2 separate regions of the Rattus norvegicus genome follow, and region 1 is linked to region 2. The links are chromatin contacts, called in public Hi-C maps. All regions are on one chromosome and are shown on one strand. The core of a region is the stretch at or near the end of the contact, and the rest is flanking DNA. Distances in the headings are between cores, read along the strand shown. Region 1 overlaps LOC108349074 (a long non-coding RNA gene). Region 2 holds the start of Gja1 (gap junction protein, alpha 1).

Region 1 (4,744 bases), core at 1,572-4,071, 94 kb after region 2:
AACTGCTTTTCCAGAGGACCTGGGTTCAATTCCTAGCAACCACCTGACAGCTTACACCTGTCTATAACTCCAGTTTCAGGGGACCTGATACCTTTACACAGACACACATGCAGGCAAAACACCAATGCCCATAACATTAATTAACATCATTAAAAGAATTTTAAAAATAACTTATGATATGCCAACAAGATGACTCAGTGAATAAAAGTAACTGCTGCCTAAGCCTGGAGACCTGAGATCCGTGGCTGGATCCCATGTAGAGGTAGAAGGAGAGAATTAACCTTTGGGGATTGTTCCGTGATCCTCACCTAAGTATCATGTCATGTGGTGACCACTGTCTCTCTCTCTCTCTCTCTCTCTCTCTCTCTCTCTCTCTCTCTCTCTCTCACACGCGCGCGCGCACACACACACACGCACAGATAAAATTTATTAATAAAATTTTAATTAATTAACTAATTTTTATTAATTAATAAATTTTATTAATTAATAAATAAAATTAAAATAAATACTCTATTTGGGGTTGGAGAGATGCCTCAGTCATTACAGCACTAACTACTTTTCTAGAGGGACTGGGTTTGGTTTCTATCACCTACACGAGAGCACGCAGCCATGTGCCGCTCAAGTCCCAAGGAGTGTGGTGACTCCTTTCTAGCCTCTTTGTGTGCCAGGCACACACCTTGGCATAAGACAGATATGTAGACACCACATCTACATACATAAAATAAAATATTTTATGTATGTAGTGTTCTGTTTGTCATTTATTTATTTAGTGGCAGTATCTCATGTATGAGATATTGGAGTATTAGAGGCTGGCCTCTAATTTCTTTCTTTTAAATTTAATTTATTTTTTTAAAATTTATTCACTTTACATTCCACTCACTGACCCTGTCCTGGTTGCCCTTTCCCACAACTCTTCCTCCACCCCCTCCCCTTCTCCTCTGAGCAGCCTGGATGCCCCCCTGGGTATCCCTCTACCCTAGCACTTCAAGTTTCTTGGAGACTGGGTGTTTCTTCTCCCACTGAGGCCAGACAAGGCAGCCCAGCTAGTAGAACATATCCCATGTACAGGCAACAGCTTTTGGGATAGCTGTGGTCAAGCTGCACATCTGGTATATGAGGAGAGAGACCTATGTGCAGCTGTATATGCTCTTTGGTTGGAGATTCAGACTCTGAGAGTCCCAACGGTCCAGGTTAGTTAACTCTGTTGGTCTTCCCGTGGAGTTCCTACCCCTTTTTGGGGCCTAAATCCTTCCTCCTATTCTTCCATGAGAATCCCCAAGCTCCACCCACTGTTTGGCTGTGGGCGTATCTGTTTGAGTCAGCTGCTGGGTGGAGCCTCTCAGAGGGCAACAAGCTCCAGTGTGCAAGCATAACAGAGTGTCGTTAATAATGTTAGAGATCGGTGCTTGCCCATGGGATGTGTCTCAAGTTGGGCCAGTTATTGGTTGGCCGTCCCCTCAGTCTCTGCTCCCTCCCCTGTGCCTGGATTTCTTGTAGACAGGATAAATTTTCAGTTGAAAGTTTTGTGGGTGGGTTGGTGTCTCCATCACTGCACTGGGGTTCCCGTCTAGCTACAGGAAGTGGCCTCTTCAGGTTCTATAACTCCAATGTAGTGAGACACAGCTAATGTCACCCCCGTTAATTTCTGAGCCTTAGCTGTGTATTCCATTGAATAGATGAACCACATTTTTTTTTATCCATTCTTCAGTTGAGGGACGTTTAGGTTGTTCCCAGTTTCTGCCGATTATGAAAAAAGCTGAATGAGCATAGCTGGACAAATGTCTTTGTGGGATGGTGGAGCATCTTTTGTGTTTATGCCCAGGACTGGTATAGCTGGGTCTTGAGGTAGAATTATTCCCAGTTTTCTGAGAAACTACCAAATTGATTTCCAAAGTAGTTGTACAAGTGCGCACTCCCACCAGCAATGGAGGAGTGCTCCCCTTGCTTCTCACCATCCTGAACTGTCACTTGAGTTTTTGGTCTTAGCCATTCTGATGGGTATAACATAGAAGCTCAGAGTTGTTTTGATTTACATTTCCCTGATGGCTAGGGATTTTGACCATCTCTTTAAGTGCTTCTCAGCTATTGGAAAGTCCTTGTAAATTTTAAAACAGGAAGCAGGTATGTTTATGCTTTACTTGCTAAGTATATAATTATCTTGAGCCTTGGCAAAAGGTAATATAGTCCAGGAAGTAGCCAAATTCTTACCTTTCTAATGAAAACTGAGGAAGTTTGCTTTGCAAATTCTTCAGTGGTCATATTTGTTACTTTGAGTTTCCTAACTGACCTAAAATAAAGTAGGATGTGTGGAAGTGTCCGGGCAGCTTTCCTGGGTGTGATCCAACAGTCTGCCTGGAGACATAACTATGACACATTCCTCAAAGCCTGGCTTGTTGGTTCAATCATACAGGTTTTGAGTTTAAATCCGGAAAGTAAAGAAAACTGGAGATAGTGATCAGGGATAGGCTGGGATGAGCCGGGCTGTGTAAGCATTGGGTAGGCAGAGCAAGAAAATCAAGAAGTACCATCCAACACTCAGCCCGGTCTTGTTTCTGACCCCATTAATTTACGTTGCTAACCAAATAAATGCAACCCCTCTCATCTTCAAAGCACTTCCTCAAAGAAAACAAAGTTAAGTGCTTAATACCAGGCTGATTCCCAGTTTGCCGATGAAGGAGCTGATGGGGGAGTCTAAAGTTCCGGTTGAGCGCAATAAAGCTGGGATTTACAAAGAAACTCCGGGTCTTGTCTCCACCGGATCACAGCCCTGCACCCTTCCAGCCTGTCCCAGTGAATCAGCAAGAACGCTGGCAGTCTGGATGCCACACGGAAGGAAGCAAGCCTAGAATCCCAAGTCTAGGATTTTTGGCTCAGAGCGGGGCTGCGCACAGGCTCGCTGAAATGGGCTTCAGGTTAACACTAAAGGAAAGGAGTAAAACCCGGACAACAGCGATAGGCTGCTCCTAAGGTTCTCAGTGCCGCTCAGGGAAATTCAAAACAAAGTTGTAAAAGCAAAGTTGATCATTTTGGAGCCTCGCTCAGGAATTCCAGGCTTTCCGTTCTGCACTCTCCTCCCCGCAAGGAAAGCCGTCATTTCTGAAAAAACATACCCAGTTTTAGAGAGGCTATCCGAGAGGCAGGCAGCTTTTCCGAGGAGATCATTTGAACATCTGGGTTTTTCCATTCTGTTTTGTTACTAATTTGCAATACGGTAATGAAAAGGCCTTGGGAGTAAACGCATTGGCAGAAAAAAATGTGCCTCAAAAAAAAAATCATCTTTTGTTTTTGTTTTTATTTCTGTCCCTTCCCCCCCTTAAATATACTAGGCACTTTACCGTAGTAAATATAAATATAAATATCGCAGAGGTATTTCTATGACAGGAAATTTTTGCCGTTATGCACAGGCCCACAAGTTTGGTTCCAAGTTCAAGTCTTATAGCTTCATATCTTCTGCAGCCTCTCGATCCATACATGAACAGAGGTGAAATAAATTACTGCATAAGGCATTTTCCTAGCAATGCAGAGCATACCTCATGTAAATATCAATTACCTAGACTGTTGAGGATAATAATATCCATTAAGAAATCCAAAGATATTATTGACTATTTCCTGCCTAACAGTGTTTTTTGTTTTTGTTTTTTTTTTTTAAACGGAGGAAAGATGTCTGGGGTTACTATGGAAGACAAGAGGAGTTCGTTTCAAAGTTAACCGGAGGCTGTCAAAAGCCAGCGTGACTAAACCAGTGCGGTGCCAGCTTATGAAACAGGGACTAGACAAGTCACCTCACAATCTCCCCTCCCACGTTCACACCCGGAGTGAGGCTGCCTCCTCCAAGTGGGATGCTGGAGAGGCAGCTGAGAAATAGTCCTGCTTGTAAGAATTGCCGTCTGTCATTGTGAGAGCTCTGTGTCCCTATCTTTCTATTCAGACAAGCTGACTGGAAGCTGGACTGGGTCTCACCTGGAATAAAAGCGTTCTTGGATAGACTAACTTGGCAGAGGTTGTGCACAGCCGTAACCTCCCTGCCAGAGACTGTAAGGAAGGGGAGCTACTGTAGCCCGTGCTGCTGGCCATTTCCCGGTGTGCATTGTCTAGGATATCATTCCTTATGTTCTGCCTGTTGATGAATAGCAAATTTGTGATAACAGCAGAAGAAATGGCTTAATTAGTACAGAGCTTGCTGTAAAAGCATGGGGGCCTGAGTTCAATGTCCAGACTCTAAAGCCAGGCTCCGGTTTGAGCCCGTAATCACATTTCAGGGGTGATAAGACAGGAGGTTCCCTGGAGTCCGACTGAATCAGGGGGGAGAGGAGGACTCTGTTCCGGGCTCACAGAGAGAACCTGTCTCAAAAAATCAGATGGAGAATGATTAAGGGTAATCTGCTAACCTTCATTTTCTGATCTCGAAATAAGAATTATGAAAAATATTTCAATGGATATTTCTGTCAAGATGACCAACACAGGAACGCTGCTCAGTTATAAAGTTCTGTCTGTAAGTGCATAGGTGTGTGGGGCCATACACTCAGGAATAGTCTACCTATGAGGGGGATACACACTCTGAGGAAAACCGACCCTCTCTGAAGCCCTTCATTCATCCAGGTTGTAATGCTGACTGACTTGATCTTCTGCACATCTTGTACAGACAACCACATCTGCTGTGAGTTCATGAATGTCATGGATCTTTTGTGTCTAGAAGACACAGCTTTGTCACAGTTCTCCCTGAGCTCTGACTCTCTTTCTACCT
Region 2 (4,666 bases), core at 1,193-3,692:
TTTTTGGTGTTAGTAATATTTTCCCTATTAAATTTCCAAACTTGCTCTCCACTTCCTCCTGCCTCTAGATTTTCCGCCCTATCAGTCCATGAACAGACACTAAGGTTTCTGCTCCCTTTTCTTCTCTAAGGTTGGTACATTCACAGCTCTCCATTCTAGCCCCACTCAATACCCTCTTTACAGCCCGTTTTTGTTGTTGTTGTTGTTGTTGTTGTTTAACTCGACACTGGGTTTTCTCTAGTGTGGTTGAGGACTGCTTGAAACTCATCTCAGTTGATTGTCCTGCCTTACCCTTTCAATTGACTGGGGCTGTAGACAGAGACCACTGTGCAAATCTTTCTTTAAATGAAATAAAATGTGTTTTTGTAAAGAGGGGAAGAGGAACGGGGAGAGGTTGATTCGTGGACTCTAAGTTCTACTGAGGTTCTATATGTGTGGTGTATTAAGAATGGGTAAACTAACTATGGATGGATGACAGTGCAGTGTTTCTAAAAAAAACCTTTAGAAGTCTGGATATTTTCCCATAGACAAATTATATTATAAGTATTACAACAGACAAATATTCTTATACTGAGTTCAACACCACAAATTTTACACTTGTATCAAAACATCATATAACCCCAAACATTAATGCAATTTTTATATGTTTTATCAGTTAAAGATAAATTGAATAAACCAGGTATGTGGTGCTCACATTTAATCCCAGGGCTGAGGAGGCAGAGGCAGGCAGAATTCTGGTCTACATAGTGAGTTCCAGGAGAGCTATGCAGCGAGACTTCATGGTTTAAAACAAAAAATTAATTAAATAAGTTTAGTAAGAAGCAGCAAGATGGCTGAGTGGTTAAGGTGCCTGTTGTCAGGTCTGACTCTCTAAGTTCACTTTCCAGATGGAAAACGGGGTCCAACGTTCACAAACTGTCTTCAAATTTCCACTTGCACACACATATGTGAATACACACATTTGATAAATACATGTTTAAAAAGTCTAATGTCACATCTCTGGACATAAAGCATTGAAAGTCAGACTACAGTTTCTGCTTCTGTCACATTGTTTCCCTTCTTTAAGTTAAAGACAAACCTCAAAAGTAAGAGAGCTCGCTGGGGTCTTAAACTGTGAGATTTCAAGTGGTGCCTCCTTAGGCATTCCAGCCAGGCACGGGAAAGTGTTTCTACGAAGTCTTTGCCATCCTTTGTTCTGCTGTTTGCCTTAGAGTGAGATGCTCAACCCAGTCAGGTGATGCCTGAACAAAGGCCGAGAGATTTCCCTGCCTAACCCCGGGAACACCGCTGAAGCCTGTTTATTGCCCTGCCATAAGCCCTCTTGGAGGACATCTGGGAGCCCTCAAAGGAGCTGCCCACCCTTAGGAATGAGGTTATATGACTCAGTCCTTCATAAACCCCGTCAGGTATGATGAGAAAGCCATGAAGTTGTAGGCAGGCGGTCACCAGGCAGACGTCTCTCCCCTGGATGGGCTTCCTAGGGACATGATCGAAAGAGAGGAGGAAGTTTTCAGACTGGCTTTATGCTAACATAATGTATCTGGAAACTCTAGTCTGCAGTTAGGAGGAGGAGGAGGAGGAGGAGGAGGAGGAGGAGGAGGAGGAGGAGGAGGAGGAGGAGGAGGAGGGAGGGAGGGGAGGGGGAGAATTTTGGCATCTTCCTGCCGATTTAAATGCTAAATTGTAGTCATGAATAGGACTGAGATAGGACGTTCACTTCCTCGGAGACTGGGTAGAGGTCAGTATCAACGTTTCAGTCCAAAGTTACCTACATGATATTTTTCATAATACATAACATCTACCTTCCTGTTCTTAATCGAAGGAATACACAAAACTATCTAAAGCAGCAGAGAAACCGACGAGTAGACATACCCCTCCACTGGGGCTGGTTGTGAAATGCCTTTCCCATGCCCACCGCCTTTTTTCCTTTGTTAATTGTCCGTGTTTAAGAGGAGGAGAATTAGGTCATAAGAAAGATCACGCACACCCACCTCAAGCTTCACACACCTTGGGGAACGCAGAACAAGTCTGCACGAGTTGACCTTGTCCCCCCCGCCCCCCATTTTTATTTATTGCATTTTTTTTTCATTTAGAAAATGTAACACGAAAGGTACGTCTTCTCCCTCCCCCTGGTCATCCCCTGAAACAAGCCCTACTACACCCAACAGTATTTTATCTGTGAGGAGTCACAGCCCTGCAGTGGCCGACGGACAGCTAGAGCTGTTTTCTCATATTTTTTTCCCTTCTCGTCAGCACATTCAAACTACAACTTTATCTTGACCAGGTTGCTTCTGCCTGCTCAGCCCCACGTTCGTCAGCCTCCTCCCCACCTTCTCCCCGCCTTTTCTTCCTCCCTCCCCTTTCTCCTGGCCCCTCCTTCCAGTTGAGTCAGTGGCTTGAAACTTTTAAAAGCTCTGCGCTCCAAGTTAGAAAAACGCTTTTACGAGGTATCAGCACTTTTCTTTCATTGGGGGAAAGGCGTGAGGAAAGTACCAAACAGCAGCAGACTTTTAAACTTTAAACAGACAGGTCTGAGAGCCTGAACTCTCATTTTTCCTTTGACTTCAGCCTCCAAGGAGTTCCACCAACTTTGGCGCGCCGGCTTCACTTTCATTAAGTGAAAGAGTAAGTTTTGATAAAAAACCCGCTTTTACCTAATAGCGTCTCTTTCTGTCAGGAAAACTCTTGCACTGTGCTTTGTAAACGCGTTGCGTCTTTGGCTTAGGATATCGTAAGTAGAACGATGGTCTTCCAAGTGTCTTTGCCATTTCCACGTGCTGGTTTATATTTTGATTGTTTAAAAAGTTCCGCTGCTCGTGCAACAGGTAAAAGGCTCAAACTTTTTCCAGCTAGAGTGAAGGACCAACTTCCTAGACTTGGTTCTTTGTTGTGGAGCCTAATTTTCACTTTTCTGTAGTCCCTGATGGAGAAGGTGCTGCGGTGGGAGGGAAGGGGGGGTCCCCTCCGTCAACTTTGCCTAGCCTGCTTCCTCTAGTGCAGGACACTGCAGGCTTTTTCCTTTTTCCTCCTGAAAATCCCGTCGGCTGTTCTACAGCCTTGAGAAAGCTGGCTCCTTTTGTAACAGTGCTTTGTTGAGCCCCTGCCGCAGCAGTTGACTTCCACGTGGTTCTTCCTTAGCCTTTTTTCTGGATTAAGCCAGAAAATACGTAGATCGGGGTGCTGCGGGTAGGGTTTTTAGACCAACAGTAGTTACTTTGTGCGAGCCAGCGCGGTGCTACGGGACGAACCCCTCAGCCCACACAGCCAGCTTTTTTTTTTTTTTTCCCCTCCACGCTGGCAACTGCGGGCGCGAGAAATCTTGAATGGGTGGTGGTGACTTGGGGAGCGTTAGAGGAACCGGCGTTAGAAACAGTGTGTGCCAGGGTGCTTTTCCAAAACCAACTGCTAAAACCCAAGCTCCTAGAAGGAATGGGGAAAAGGGAATTTTGGAGCCGCGCTTTAGAAGGGGCTGCCCCCTCCCCACCCCCACCCCCCTTCGCCTGCCTGCCCGGACCTGTAGGGACTTCAGAGCTGTTGGGACAGTTTTGAATTAGCTTCTAGAGGGTGCAAAGCACTAAGCAAAAATGATGTTAACGTGCAGTTTAAAGGGGATCCGTCTTAAAGCTGTTATTTTTTTTCTTTATTTTTAAATTGGTAACACATTCTGTAAAGCACTTTGCCCAGTCTTCATTCTGTCCGGCCTAAATCCACACCGAAACGACTCAGGGTGGGTCTGTAGTTTTGTTTGGTTGGTTTTTTTTTTTTTTCCCGTGTACCAGACGGGCCGAGTCCTTTTGAAGTGAAAACTTTAGGGCAGAGGGTGGCACGGGCCCTTCCTGCCCAATCTTAGCATCATCCCGGGCTCGGCTCCCCGCAGCCTTCCGGCTTCGCGGTCCAGACCGCTGCCTGCGACGGAGGGGGGTTGGGGGGGAGGGGAGGCGAGCCTCGCGGCCGGACCGTCAGAGGCAGCAAGTGGTCGACTTTATTAAAGTTGTCAATCTGAAGTCTCTTCCCCTGCCCTCCGAGACGCCTTTTCGTGGTTTCTCTGCCTAAACTTGTCGGGTGGCTGAGTGGAGCCCCCGGGAAGGTCCCCTGAACACCTAGGGAGCCCGGGTGCTGGTAAATGCACTTGTAACACTCCTGGAAACTCTTGAAATTCCCCAAGAATGAGGCGGGGCGGAAGAAGGAGGGGCAAAGAAGACCCTTCGAGAAACCGTGCGACAGCTACTGACGTGTGCTGAGGCAAATCCGTTCAGGATTGGAAAATTCAAACCTTGACTTCCGAGCAGAGTTCTCCCCGTTAGTGCCCTCGGGTCCACCCAATGCTCACTGGGCATCTCTGGCAGAGCCTTGGCCGAGCACTCGGCGGCCCGCGCCCGGAGGTGAGCTTCCCTTTCCCTCCCACTACTGGGTTTTGAGGAGAGGAGAAGAGCCTACAGGGCCGACTTTGGAGGTGGGTTTGATTTCCTTTGTTCCCCAAGCACAATAGTAGTGACTGGAAGGTAGTGAATCTTACCAGTCCAAAAAGACCTCTGGGCAGCAACCTTGAATGGTCAGTAGCTTCCCATGAGGAAGCCTGAGGTTAATTTTTTCTTTTTTATTTTCATGAGGATTGATGAAAATAAAAGTGTGTTAAAGTAAACGAGGGCATAGACTGCGGGGGTGG

Evidence for each region. Hi-C and Micro-C count contacts between places; a contact is called where the count stands out from the background.
Region 1: a Hi-C map of the Rat2 cell line shows a contact between it and region 2, with 3 times the contacts expected there. The contact joins the enhancer-like site here to the promoter of Gja1 in region 2.

Annotation. Positions count from the first base shown.
Region 1 is chr20:36,393,245-36,397,988 of GRCr8, forward strand. The region is part of intron 2 of LOC108349074 (a long non-coding RNA gene); the gene reads right to left. Among named protein-coding and RNA genes, the nearest start is that of Gja1, 93 kb to the left of the region's middle. Within about 2 kb of position 2,822, at least 45 of the 93 cell types and tissues checked have an H3K27ac peak or open chromatin away from gene starts, as enhancers often do.
Region 2 is chr20:36,300,122-36,304,787 of GRCr8, forward strand. Gja1 (gap junction protein, alpha 1) reads left to right here and starts at 2,443. Exons shown (of 2, transcript NM_012567.2): 1 at 2,443-2,625.